Linked DNA regions of Zea mays: region 2 is linked to region 1. A link is a contact called in public Hi-C data. All regions are on one chromosome and are shown on one strand. Each heading gives the region's core, a stretch centred on a gene start, on an enhancer-like site or on the middle of the called end of the contact. The rest is flanking DNA. Distances are from core to core; before and after follow the strand shown. Region 1 holds the start of LOC100282752. Region 2 holds the start of LOC103653395 (amino acid permease 4).

Region 1 (2,700 bases), core at 146-2,645:
GATAGTGGAAGACTTAGTTTATCTGATAAACTTGAGTAGGAGGAGCGAGTTGAAAAAGACTTCTAACCGGTTGGCTACCTCAACAATGTGGATTAGGCAAACATTTGAGGCTTGACTGGACCATAGAATAAATCATGTGTCTTATCCATTGCTTATTTACTTTACTTGCACTTTATATTGTATATTTGGTGTAATTGTTTGTGAAGTGTAGGTACTTATCGGACAAGGAATTAATCTGATTTGCTAAAATCAATCAAGTCAAGTTCAAGATTTTACAATTGCTTATTTATCCTTTTAGACGACATCAAGATCCTTCTAGTACTTTTTTTGATAAAAGGGTTTTGTTTACATGTACCTATAAATTTTTTATGACAAAAATATATCGTCAATCAAAAAAGAAAATAAAAGAAAGCAACGTAGTAATGATACTACCCCTTTATTTTAAACTAGTCGGTTGCTCGTGCGTTGCGACGACTTACAACAATACCCATGTAAACTATCTACAAAAAAATTTCAATATTTTTTATTGATTATCTTCTCCATTCGTATAATATTTTTTTTTTGATTTGGCTACTGATATTATTTACTCCATCCAATATGTCTTGGTACAACACAGCCAATGAAGTGAGCGATAAGAAAAGAGTTCACAACGACTGACTGAACGAACAAAGATTATAAAATAATATAATCCCACCATAGAGAGACCAAATAAGAGAAAATTTGTGAGCTCAAGATTCTAAAATAAGTTGCATGAACTCAAACTTATAAAAAGATAGATCAAAATATGGAGTGATTGCTAAAGTCAGGCATTAATAAAAACTGGATGCGCTCCATATAAATTATGCTACTTCGTAGCAAATAATAATATTTAAAACCAACAAATAATCTTTCATTTTACTGTTAGTGTGACAAATCATTGTTAATCCATTCAATTCAGCAACCTCAAACGTCACGGAGTCCATTGCGCCAATGTGGTCTCAAAAACGACCTAATGCTTGCAAGAGCCAAGAACGTTATGCCGTGTTAGGGTTGCAGCCTTAGCCCGTAGTGCTGGTCCGGCCCGACACGATTATATTTTTTTTATTTTACAAAAAACGTATATACATATATATAATTTATATTCGATATTAAAAATATCTAAGCCTGATGTTCTACTGGTTAGACAACTTTATCTAGTGTCACTCGCCCTTCTTCCATAACGCGCGACGACCGTTGAAACTATTGAAACTGAAACTGGTGCTTTAAGTACAGTATAGATTATAAGGTATTTCAGCTTTTATAAATGCACATATTTTATTATACAGTTAGATATATTTATATATAGATGCATAATAAAATTAATGTATATAGAAAAATCAATACATTTATATTTAAAATTGAGGTATGAATGCCGAATTCCAGAACACAGCCTCAGCACCTTCCTTCTTCTCCGTCTCGTCGTCCCTTTCCATTTCCTCTCCCATTTATGTCCCCGCTTCAGGTCTGCCAAATAAACCCCCGAAAAGCAGGAGAGCGAGACCCGGAAGTGGAAGACTAGGGTTAGGGTCCCAGCTCCGCCGTTGTCTGGGCGAGTCGAGACATGGCCGGCCCTGCCCCCGCCGTTGCAGCCAGTGCCGCCGCCTCACAGTCGCCGCCGATGCAGCTGCCGTCGCCGTTCGCGGAGCTAGTCAAGGGTTCCTCCGGCCTCGAGAAGATCGTGCTTCGCGGCGCTCGCAACTGCTGTGCCGAGGTACACGATTTCGGCCTCGCCCACCCACCTCCGTTACCTCTCGTCATTTGTCTGGTTGTGCATACGACTGCAGTGTGCTGGAGCGCATGTGCGCGGGTTGGCGATTCGTTTCTGTTTCGGTGCAGCTGGCGCAGATCCGGTGGGAATTATGCTGATCTGCGCGGGGTTTGGGCGGAATTGATGGGGTTTTTGTTGTTCTGCTGTGCGATTTCGCATGTCCGTGCCCTGTCCTGATTGCATCGTGTTATTAGCGCATTGCATGATCCGCGTGTTGCGGACTTGGAATCGAGGGATTTAAGTTTTCTTGCAGGCTAACCTTCCAAATTTGTTTTAGTAAGCAGTATAGCGCTGGGTGGATGGGTCATGGGTGGTTAGCGTTTCACATCAACCACTAAGATTATTTGTCCAACGTTTGGGTAACACATATAGCGTTAAGTATTAGACTAACTCCAACAAGGATATGCAAAAACGGGAATTCAAATACACGTTTGGATTACACAGTTAGCTGAAAGACGAGACCCAAATGTTACCGTGTTCAACCGGGTACCCAAATACACATCTAAGAAGATGGTCGTCCATATATATAGGCACTCTTCCACATCACATCTAAAATGGGTATCGAGTATACTTTACCTGTTAGAGATGCTAAGTGTCATTAGATATTTATAATGAGTTTAGATGTTTTGATACATACTCCGTTGGAGTTCGCCGTAGGAAGATAGAAATGAAGGATGTGTTTTAGTGGCAACACCGGATTTTATAGGCCTGTAAGGGCAATTACAATTTGTTTGTCCATGTTGTAATAACATTATGGCGAAAGTGTTCATATATGTTTTTTTGACATGGAAATAATAAGGAAAACCCCCTACTGTGGTACACACACACACACACACATGAGGTGTGCATATAAATCTTTTGGACCCTGTAAAATCCACATTGCAGATCAGTTGAATATGACAATTATGTGACTT
Region 2 (2,700 bases), core at 1-2,500, 210 kb before region 1:
GCGGCGGGGACTTTATCGTGTCCTAGACGACGCATGAACGGCAACGGCACGTACGTAATATTATCAGTCTAAGATCAAATTCGAAAGGCCTGAAGACCGACCGAGAAATCATTAGGCGATCACGACAGCTGGTAGTAACGTGCCTGTATCTCGAGCAGGATGATAGAGAAACCGTACGCGAACGCGATGTTCCCAAAAGCCTGCAGGCTGCGCCACACCTTCTGCATCATGGTGACCCTGGCGCCAGCACCGATGACGCCGGCGAGGCTCCCCCTCGGTCCTCCGTGTTCTGCAATTGATTCACGCACGCGGAAGTCAGACAGTAGTCAATAAATGTAATCTTGTCTCTTGTTATTTGGACGTGCACGGATCCATCGATCGAATAACGTACCTACAATCTGAACAACACCGAGCAAGATGCCGATGGTGGAGTAGGAGAAGGACATGATGGCGGCCACGGTGGACAGCCACCATACCTTGTCTAGGTCGGGGATCTGCGAGAAGACGATCTGCATGACGCCGAAGACGGCGATGTATGGGCTGGTGGAGGCGTGGCACGGGTCCTCGTGCCCTCGGTAGTGGAAGCAGCCGGCCCTCCGGATCGCCCTGCTCGTCCATGCATGTAACAGATGTATGGGTAAACTTGATTGCTATGGCGTGGCGCCCCTAGAGCCCGGAGGCGCGCGCGGTTTGATTTGGCTTGGTTGGTCAGTGGTCACCACCACACCACTTACTGCATGCTGACGGAGGCGGCAATGGAGACGCCGATGCCGATGCCGAAGAGGTTGGAGAGCTGGATGGCGCCGCAGAGCCTCTCCTTGGAGTCGCCGAGGGTGGCGCGGACGGCGTCGATGTAGGTGCGGTTGCGCGGGCCGAACGTGGGGTCGCCGCAGCGGTAGCACTCGGCGAGCAGCGTGGACGTGTAGTAGATGACGGCGGCGAAGAGCACCATCGCGGCGGGGCCGCCCGCCCACCCAAGCTGGGCCACGCCCCACGCGAGCGACAGCACGCCGGAGCCGATCACCGCCGTGATGATGTGCGCGCTGGCCGTCCACAGCGTGCCCGTGCGGAGCGGCCGCCCGTCGTCGTCCACCAGCGGCTTCTGCGGCTCCGGCAGCTCCGTGCGACAGCTCTGAACATGGTTTCCGGCAACCTCCATGCCGTGTGACGGTGTGAGCGACTGTGGAGCGGCGCCGCGCTAACGTTGTGCGTATCTATGAGCGCCACGCCAAGCTTATACGGACTGGAGATTTGACAGTACGGAGTATTTATGGAGCAACAAAAGTGGGGTCGTGCTTATTTATATTTATATAATAGGTGAGTGTATGTGCATTGTAACGGGAACATCACGATAACTTATATATAAAATGTATGTTATACTGTTACGAGAAAAGATTTTATAATACATGTATGATTCTGACATATATAAATTTTGTTATTTTAATCTAACTGATTTACTACTACATTGTAACCATTAATGTAATGCAGATTTCGATATATGTCACGATTTATATGGTCTCATCATTAGAGAGCACATCCCACACCTGCCGGAAGAAGTTCCCTCGTACATCGTCAGTCATTAGACACGCACCACCATACGCGCTTGCTTAAACAAAAAGGTAAGTGTGTGTTTGCGAAGAGAATTAAAGGCAGGTCGGCACAAAGCTACCCTGACTATGGCGAGGATGACAAATTGGTTATTGTTGTTGGTACTCCTCTGTGTCACTTCTGGCGTCGAGATGAGGCCACGATCCTTGATATAGTACACAGTGGCGTATGCGGCCACATAGGACTACTTCTAGAGGTCGAATTAGCAGTCGCCAAGCTTCGTCGTCGATGAGCGACGCCAATGCGAGCGCCTCCTGCTAGTGGTGTTTGTTTGGGGTTTCCAAGTAAAAAACATAGATTCATCCTTGACGTTGGTTTATGAAAATAACTCACAAGTCAGATCCATAGAAAAAATATTATAGAGAATAAATGACACGCATGAAAAAGAGAATTTAAGTTGAAAACATTATTCAAACAAAAGAAATTGCATGCAAGGCTCTTCTTTAAACACTACTCCCTCCATACAAAAATATAATTTAAGAATCTCGATGATACTTATCTACGACTACGCATTGTGCAAGGGTAGCAGGTGGGCTTGGGGAGAGATGTAGTATATGTTTTTCTTGTCATAGATATAGACATAAACACATATATAGTGTAGCAGTAGCTACTGCTCGCATCTGCCTGAGGGGTAGCGGGTTTAAATCCCTTTGGGGCCATTTGTGTTTTTTAATTTTAGCTAGACGTGGGTTGTACGGGGGAATGAGAATGAAATGGGAATGGGCTTCACGGGGAGTGGGAATGGGAAAGACAGAACAAGGAATGGGAATGATAGATCAGGGAATGGTGGCAGAACATGGGAATGAGCTGTGTAGGGAGGGAGAAATGGGAAAGGCAGAACAAGTAATGGAAATGAGAGAACACGGAACAGTGGCAGAACACGGAATGACAGGCTGCCCTTACGGCTTTAATAAGTAGTAGATATTTATTTTAAAAAATTGTTGAGTAGTATATGGCACAAATGGGAGCAGGAAAAGAATTTGGCTACAGCAAAAAGTGCTCGAACATTACCTATAGCAGTGCTTTCTACAGTAGCCGGCAGAGATGTCAACGAGGAATTCTGTTTAGTATTAACCATGGGTAATCAGGTTT

The links. A called contact is a pair of places that touch in the nucleus more often than the background predicts.
Region 2: a contact with region 1 is called in a Hi-C map of root tip, with 4 times the contacts expected there. The contact joins the promoter of LOC103653395 here to the promoter of LOC100282752 in region 1. A contact is called at or near these places in 8 of 25 Hi-C or Micro-C datasets (bundle sheath, ear, leaf and 2 more).

What each region holds. Positions count from the first base shown.
Region 1 is chr4:73,777,910-73,780,609 of Zm-B73-REFERENCE-NAM-5.0, reverse strand. LOC100282752 reads left to right here and starts at 1,395. Exons shown (of 9, transcript NM_001155658.2): 1 at 1,395-1,729. The coding sequence starts at 1,580.
Region 2 is chr4:73,989,587-73,992,286 of Zm-B73-REFERENCE-NAM-5.0, reverse strand. LOC103653395 (amino acid permease 4) reads right to left here and starts at 1,250. Exons shown (of 4, transcript XM_008680311.3): 1 at 735-1,250; 2 at 392-606; 3 at 144-289; 4 at 1-22. The coding sequence starts at 1,159.